Regions from separate parts of the Mus musculus genome. Here region 2 is linked to region 1. A link is a contact called in public Hi-C data. All regions are on one chromosome and are shown on one strand. Each heading gives the region's core, a stretch centred on a gene start, on an enhancer-like site or on the middle of the called end of the contact. The rest is flanking DNA. Distances are from core to core; before and after follow the strand shown.

Region 1 (4,301 bases), core at 866-3,365:
CCCTTAGGCACAGGATATTACAGGGTACTGAAGAGATCTTTCCTAGACAGGATCACTGCAAGCATGCAGGGTGGGGCTCAAAAGAAAACACAGCCAACAGGAGCCGCGCACACACACAAGGCTCCTACACAGTGCTCTTTGCCACTGCAGTACAGCACTCCTGCCTGAAAGACCATGTAAATGCAGAGACCAGGAGATGGAAGGTGAGGGGTGAGGAGGAGTGCCCAGCTCTGCAGGTCACTGTTCATCAATACCACTGCCTTACGTGTACTTGAATTTCCAAGAAGGGAAAATCCTTGATTCAGAAGTCTGCGTCTATAAAGGTTTGTACTCAGTAAGCAATGGCACTGTGAATGCTGGCTCAAGCAATCTGTGTTCTCAGGCTGGCCCAGCCCTGCCTCTGCTCAGCACTAAAGAAATAGTGGAGGCACAAGTAGTGTGTCTTCTTGTGACATAATGCTAATGACTGCCATTCATCAAGCTCTTATTATGTGCCAGGCAGGTAGTTTATACTTAATCCTGAGACCATCTGATGGAGCAAATATAATCCCGACTTTAGAGATGGGGGAATGATTCCATGAATATTCGACAGGTTAGATGAAGTCCCAAAAAGTGAAAGTGATGGACTCTCAACCTGTTATGGAGGAAGACCTCCACGGTTGCTTTCCGGCCTCTGGTCCAAGTTTAGTCTTTGATAGATAACACAATAAACATTGAGAGAATGACCAAGACTGTGCTCTGCCATTACAGAAACACAGCTTCCACTAAGCAGACCACAAGGCTCCATCCACCAACACCCAACAGCAGATGCTACAATCCCTTACTAGAGAAACCTCAGCCCATCAGCAGTCCACAGCAAAGATGAGCCTCCTTACCTGAATGGTATCCCAGACTACATATCTTTCATGCAGAGTCTCAAAGGGAAATCTGCTATGCCCAGGAACCCATCTCCATGCCACACAATCTTTAAACTCCCTCTGAGGAGTAAGCCTTGCTGGTCAAGTGGTGATCCCAGCCCTGCTTGACAAACTGCTCCACTTGCTCATGAACTTTGGGCATTCTGAAGGCATGGGCCTTGTCTATTTCTCTGGGTTGCCTGGATGCTTATGTGTTCCTGTGCCTCTGGGAGAAGGCTTACCACTTTCCTAAAGGGTTATCTGGTCTCCCAGGAGGAGGGACACATTCCCCACTTCACAGCTACCCGAAGACTCAAGCTCACTGAGGGACACTCAGGTTGAGTTTGTCTTTAGAGTCAGGGATGCAGTACATGTGAGTTGTGTATTTGCTGACCTCTAGGAAAACAGTCAGTGGCTTGCAGACCAGAGCAAAATCCACTCATCACAGTGGATTTATTTCAGTGACTCCTGAACGTATTTCCAGCAGACACTGACGTCTACCCTTGACTTGGGTCTAACAGGAAGCAGGTAGAGCAGGAATGACTAAGCCTCAATGTGTGGAGGTGGGAGTGGGGGTGGTACATGTTCAAGGTCAAAGAGTAGCACTTTGCTCTCAGCAGAACTTAAAAATTAGCAATTTAGAGGCAAACAACACTAATTTAAGGTTCTAGAAAATGGACTAAAGAGATGGCTCAGCAGTTAATAACTCTGGATATTCTTCCAGAGAACCAGGGTTCAAGTCTCAGCACCTACATGGCAGCTCACAATCATCTCTATCTCCAGTCCTAGGGATCAAACACCTTCTGGCCTCCAAGGGCTTTGCATCCATGTGGTACACAGACATACATGCAGGCAAAACACACTTAAGAAAAATTTTAAGGCTGCAAAAAAAAAATGTAAATACAAATTATGGAATTACGTGCAGGTCACTATGAGCCAGAACAATGTGTGGTGTGAGGTAATGCTGACAAAGCTGAAGGGTCGCCCAGCCATGAGAGCCTAGTGGGATGGCCCCACCATTCATCAGGAGGAGTTTGTGCTCACGTTCCTGATACAAGACATGCAGTTTCTTGCTGCTGCTATGGCTGTGACCATTCACCCAGCCCTACCTCCAAGGTGCAGGCAGTAGCTCAGACAGGGCACCCATCCCCCTAGCCCACAGCCCTCTAAAGAAAGAAGCAGAGCCACGGTTGGCTTCCCACCTTGGTTCTCAGCTCTCTGCTGCCTCCTTCCTGTCTTCACAGGTATGATCTTACATCTGCTTCTGCGCTCCACATAGCTGTCCATACCTAGCGTCAGGACTGCACACCTCCCCTTAGAGTTCATCCTCAGAGGAGAAAACGCACAGCAAATGTACACAAGCTAAAATCCAGGTTCAGCTTCACCTTTTCTTCCCATTTTTCTTCACCTGCGGTAATCTTACCACCACCACATTCCTGTTATACTTGGACAGGAAGGCAATCAGGGAGCCGTGCTTTTAACGTGTATTTAGATAATCAAGTCATTTGTCTTTACTCTTTCCCTTCGGTAATTTCAAACATGCAGTTTAATATATCAGGATAGTGCGTGCTATTGTTTTGTCTAGAAAGCTGTTGCTGCAGATGATTAAGAAAGAAGTCTAAATGAGACTCATGGGCCAAAACATACACAGTCAAAAGAGTGATAAGCAGAGCCCCATGCCTTGGAGACCATCGCAGCCAGCAAGGGAAGGCAAGAGAGGACAGTAGTCATGGAGGGCTTTAGAAGAACGCACAGCTTGGACAAGTCCGGTGGCCTGAGGGCAGGTGGGCACAAGGGGACCTCTGGAGAGGCACTGAATTCCCATGGCCACCAGTGGCGAGAGGGAGCAGGGACTAAGCAGTAGCGTGAGAGAACGAGGCTGTGGGGAAATGAGAACGAGGCTGAGAAGTAGGGCCTGAGCAGCTGTGAGACAATTTCAGGTAAAACATAGATAGCAACTCAGGAATGAAGGAACAATCAGTACTCGTTTTAGCTGCAGGATGGGTGAGGGTTCCCAACAGATAAGCCCACAGAGTAATGACAAGCTTTCTGTGACCCAGCCGTAGCCAGCAAACACACACCCCGTGGGATATCATACAAGCCCGACTCTGCACTAAGGGTGTGACAGTGGACAGGTATCTCTCCTCCTAGAGTCTAAGCTACTCTTGAAACTCACTCCTACTAAGATGCTATTGTGGGACTGTGAAAGGCAGCCTGTTTTCTGGTTGAGCTAGGTTTAAACCCTGGAGACCCAGCAGATAACTCGGCAAGGGACCATAGGCGTTTGCCACACTCTTAGACACCAGGCTCCTGACATGAGCCCTCAGCTCTCCATAATTCTGTGGCCATCAGTCACTTAGGGCAATGCCCCAAACCCCTCCACAGGTAGAGGATGTGACTACAGATCACATAGACTCAAGACAGATCTCCACTTTAATGAGATACCTAAAGGCCTGAAGGGCTTAGCCAATTAAGCTCTCCTTCCCAGATACTCCTCCATGCAAAAGGTATTTAACCTCAGGCCCATCCTGAGAAAGTGGGGTACAGTTTCACTCATCACAACTCTCCACCATGACAATAAATGCTTTAAATCCATAGACTGCCTCTTCTCATTGGAATCTATGCTGGAGCAACGGAGCGGATCTTCCTCTAAAGAGTCAAGTCTAATCTCCTGAAGGAGGCTTCCCTGCACTCTCTGCTGCAATCTCTACCAAGCCAAGCCACCTGCTGAACAAGCCTAGGACTCTGTCATTTCCTTAGGACCCAGTTGGAGCTCTCTCCTCACCCTCTTTTCCCTTCCACCCCAGGCTAGAGCCTGCCCACAGGCCCCCACTCCTTTCTCAGCTCTTCTGCAGCATCCAGCCGCATCTGGGGTGCCCAAAAGCTAGAACCTGCCACCCTGACCTCTGTGCAGCCCAGGGACCCATGAACTTCAGCAGGTCCTCGGGGACCTCGCACTGTACTTCCCCAACCCCGGAGCAGGGTCCTCTGTTTTCTCACAGTCCAATGCCCACCCAGGGACAGCATGGGGTGTGCGCAGTCAAACATCTGGCATCCTGCCTTGCCCAGCTGCCCGAGCCCTGGGCCGGATGTGGGTCACCATTTTAATCTATAGCCATTTATCCCATACTCTGTTCTGTATGGTTTTATACCCAGACAAGACACATGGTTCCATATGAGTCTGAAAGGAGCCCTTTCTCAGGGGAGGATTGGGGCAGCCATATTGCCTGTGTGCTTGACATGGATACTTCATGCCTCCTGGCCTTTCTTCCACCCTCACTTGCAGACAGCACCCCAATTCCTATACTTGACTAAGGTGTGAGGGCCACGTATCTACCCACACTCTCAGGCTTTATGATCCAGCTTACATTCTGCCTCCTCAAGTACTTTCCAGCCATTCCACTG
Region 2 (4,301 bases), core at 963-3,462, 69 kb before region 1:
AGAATACCAGTGGATGAGTCTCAGAGCTGGGTCCTCCCTTTATCTCTCCTCTTTCCTCACTTCCCCCTCTTGAATCTTCCTCTCCTTTCCTATTTCTTTAAATACAGACAGATCTCAACCTTCCCTATCCCCTCTTTGGCCTCAGAGTTCTCATGCTGCCTCAGTGGCCTAGGTGGGTCCTGGGCCCTGGGATCCTCTCTGCATGAAGGTGAGGCTGAAGCCAGCTTTTTGCTATCTGCTGTACATCACAGCTGGAGATCTCGGTTAAATCTTGCTGGCTCAGGGACCTAGGCATGACCTCTAGGGCTAGCAGGACTATGTACCTCTGTCATCTGTGTGTGTGTGTGTGTGTGTGTGTGTGTGTGTGTGTGTGTGTGTGTGTGTGTGTGTGTGTATGTGTGTGGTTTCAATATCATCCAAAGCTTCTTTCAAGCTCCTTTTGTTCACATACAACATTGAACCTACAGCGCCGGGACCCAAACTTTCTGCCCATGATGCGTGGACACTCCACAAACAAATTTCAGGATGCAGAACCCTGACTGCCAGCTCCCAGTGCATCATGGGAGCAGGTGGATGGTCTGCTATGGCTTGAAAGTGTCCATCCCTCCCACTTTCAAGTAGAAGCCTTCTCTTTTATAGTATTGTTGGGATGCAGGCTAAACCAACTCAGGCTTTATGTCTCGCCATCATGATGGCCACTTTGAGAAGGGCCTCACCTTCCTTTTATTTCCCAGCCTACAGAGCATGAGATGCCTGTGTGAGTCACCTATGTGTCCTGCAACAGCAGCAATGACTGTATGCTACTTCCTGGGAAGATCCAAGATGTCTGCCCTCCCACAATGCTTTGCTTCCTAGGAATGAAGAGTCCCAAGCCCTGGCCCACATGGAAGCAGCTGGGATCTACATTTTGAATAGAACATATAGAATCTGTAGGTACATCAGGGTGAGAGAAATTTTAAGGCAACTTAAGTTCAGTGAAAACAGCCCTGAAGTTAGGCGTGTTCACACCAGTAATGGGTTATTGTAGAGCAGAGAACAAATCCCCTCTAGTTGAGGGGACAGGAGAGAAATGCATAAGCATGGACATCAAGTGTCTCTCTTTCCCAGAGAGAGGTACTTTATGATGCCTCAGACAGATCAGGAAGTTCAGTGGTCAGAGACAGGCCAAGGGGAAGAAGGCAGTTCTATCGCCAGACAGAGCCTTGAGCCTGAGTTTGGGGGGCAGGGACAGGTATATCCTGTGTGAATGCGGTGGAGGGGCAGCAGTATGCAGCACACTTTTGTGGTTGAAATACAAATACCTTGTCACCCCCTAGCACACAGAGAGGGGGTAACATAAGACAATTTTGATCCTGTAAAGGTCAAGGAGGAAGCCTGTGTAATGTGAAAAGAAGGCTGGAGCAGGATGAGGTGCTGAGGCTGAGTGAGAGGCTCAGTGGGAGCCTGGCAGGACTGAATGTGGGTCCTGGTCGGTTCATGTGGACCACACTGGAGTTGGTGGAGCACAGTGAAGGGAGCATGTGAGCATCATGGAGGGAGTCAGAGAGTGGCCTGAGAGGCCTCAGAGCAGGGCATTCATGAAGTTTATGGAGCTCTGTGCACAGGCTTTAAGCACCAGGTAGACGGATTCTAGCTGTACCAGAAGGAAGAGTCCTTACCTGGGACAGTTTGGAGAATGGATAAAATGTGGTTCCTAAAGTGTCACGGCGATGAGCAAAACCTGAAGCCTGGGACCTGGCTGTGGAAGACCAGAGGATGAGGTGCAGGTGCCACGGGCAGTGGTCGAGGCCTGGTGGAAAGGAGTTAGGCTTCCAGAGACCGAATACAGAAGCAGGGGAGAAAGTTGGGAATGGCCCAGGCTGCAGGTTTTGGGTGGTCTGTGAATCTCCACCAGGGTACAGCACAGAGGCCTTGGGGAGCAGTGGGTACAGCCTGGGAGATCTGAAGAGAAAACAGAGCTCTGGGCAAAGATGGAGCACTTACCAGGGAGAGGCCAAAACCACCCAGGGATTGGCACAGGGCGGAAAGGACATGAACAGACTCTGGGGGTTGGTGTCATCAATGGGGTAGGGTAACCTGCTAAGAGTGGTACCAGGGAGGCCAGGAAGCTGGGCCTTCCTCACCCAATCCCCTGAAAGATCACCTAGGAGTGAGTCAATGCGTCTCCCGCAAGCGACCTTGAATACTCCCTTTCTCTGCGCCGTGGCAAGCCAGCCTCCTCTCAGTTCTCACAGTGTCCTACTTTCCAGAGGTGTGGGCTTGGAGAGAACACCTGCAGAATCTGGAATGAATCAATGAATTAATATGCATGCTGCCTCTGGCCAGCAGCTGGGAGTCCCTCCCCAGCCAGAGAAGCTGGCCTCTGCTTAGGCTGTGCAGTCTCCAGTGTAGCCAGTCCAGCTGGCTGAAACGAGCCAAGCAGTCAAGCCTGCAGCCGACTATGCACACCAGTGCCAGGGCAGGCCATGAGTGGCACACCTCTAGGACTTCGGATGCACAGGACATTCCCAGTCCCACCTCCTGCTTTTTCTCTACAGCACCAGGAATATACACATGTGTGCATAGATGCACAAGCGATTCACGTGTGCAAAAGTACACGTACCATGCATACACCCAAATGTATAAAACCACATAAGGGCACATATGTGCATACATGTGTCCATGTGTTTACATAAACATACTCCACAGTCCATTGACTCCCTCAGGGATAAAGTGTCCCTCTCCCCCTTACCTCCTTTGCAACTTAGAAAACCTTCTGGCCTCATGCCTCCCCAGTGAGCACTCTCTGCACACAGGGACTTCCCAGCCCTGTCCTGCCTGCCATGGGCCGCTCTCCTGCCATCTGGTCACAGAGTCTGATAAGCATGGGCAAGCAGCCAATTTGGCCCCAGCTCTGCTTGTAGGCTGGACTGGCAGATAAATTGGTTGTGGAGGGGAGCAAGGAGGGGGAGTAGGGGGGTCTATGGGGGGGCGTGTGGGCAGAGGAAGGATTTTAGATTCTCTCTCTGCTAAGCCATGCACCAGCTTTCCAAGCTCATTGCAGTGCCGTGAAGCTGACAGAGTGCCAGCCGGGAGCAGGCAGATGGTGCTGGGCGGGTGTGGGCCAAGTGGGAATGGGCAAGGACCTTGTCAGAATAGACATAGGGCAGCAGCCCCATCCTACCCTACCCTAACCTTGCCCCCACCCCTGCCCCCACCCCTACCCCCACCTCCACTCCCACCCCCAAGAAAGCTGTGGTCTGCTAACCTCACTACCTATACAGGATGCTCCAATTCATTCTGGTTTATGCCTGTCCTGAGAGGCACTGACCTAAGAACTTGGAGTTGCTCAAGAAAAGACTTGGTTATGGCCTGATGTCAGCTCTTGCACAGAGCAGTTATGACACTGGTGTGACCTTTGAGATCTCTAGAGATAAACCTTGAAAACCACAAGATTTAGACATTAATACACACACATTTCTGGGCCCAGGCTGCAGGGGTGTCTTCTGGGAAGAGGAATGAGGGCTCTGTGACAGGGGTTACTTAAGTCAGAGTCTAGTAAAAAGTACCTGCTTCTCACACCGCAGACTGAGTCCCATCATTCCCTGTTGATCGTATAAGCATTTTCTTGAAGTCCCACAATGAGTCAACCCCTGTAAGACAGGCAACAGACCTACATGGAGCCACCTGACAGTGGCCAGCTAGAACCCCCACATACAGAACAAGACCCAAAGAATAAGTGAGAAGATGGCTGTGCCCACTGTGAACAGGTTCTCCTGATTTCCGTCTCCCCTGAGTTTGCTGCTTGGTGCAGAGCAGCTGTGAACTGTGGGACTTGCTGGAGGCTGGGGTGGAGTGTGATGAGGGACAGGTTCCGGGGTACTCCCATAGACAGGTCCACTCAGGCCTTCCTGTACTGTCTGTGGTATGTGCAGCCACAGATACTTGGTGTCTGAAACAGGTCCAAGAAGGTTCATTGGAGGAAAACTCAGTAGAAGTCGGAGGAAACCAGCCTCAGTCTATGCAGTGTTGTCTGTGTTGGGTTTGAACATGACATTTGCCTATCCAGAAATCCCAACTTGACTTGCCCTTAGAATGACACATGTAGGAGCTAGAAGCCTTCAAGGCCCTGAGCTATCTAAATGTCAAATAATGCTTACAAATAGCAATGCCACAAACACAGCAGTAGAAACATGTCCACTAGACCCCCTTGGCTCTACCTTGTCCCTCGGGTCTAAGTAGGCCTAGGGCCCAACTATTTGATACAAGCAAGAGGGTGCTAAGACCAAAACACCTGCCGCCACCCTCCACCCCAGAACCTC

The links. Hi-C and Micro-C count contacts between places; a contact is called where the count stands out from the background.
Region 2: a Hi-C map of Sertoli cells shows a contact between it and region 1, with 2.4 times the contacts expected there. The contact joins two enhancer-like sites. A contact is called at or near these places in 33 of 484 Hi-C or Micro-C datasets (the AML12 cell line, DN3 thymocytes, the N1E-115 cell line and 13 more) and 2 of 115 datasets of contacts at active chromatin or transcription factors (a beta-TC-6 cell line and kidney).

Annotation. Positions count from the first base shown.
Region 1 is chr12:29,066,160-29,070,460 of GRCm38.p6, reverse strand. No RefSeq gene overlaps it. Among named protein-coding and RNA genes, the nearest start is that of Gm31333, 74 kb to the left of the region's middle. Within about 2 kb of position 2,115, at least 25 of the 459 cell types and tissues checked have an H3K27ac peak or open chromatin away from gene starts, as enhancers often do. A contact at or near this core is called in Sertoli cells, where this site is marked.
Region 2 is chr12:29,135,697-29,139,997 of GRCm38.p6, reverse strand. No RefSeq gene overlaps it. Among named protein-coding and RNA genes, the nearest start is that of Gm31333, 4.1 kb to the left of the region's middle. Within about 2 kb of position 2,212, at least 70 of the 459 cell types and tissues checked have an H3K27ac peak or open chromatin away from gene starts, as enhancers often do. A contact at or near this core is called in Sertoli cells, where this site is marked.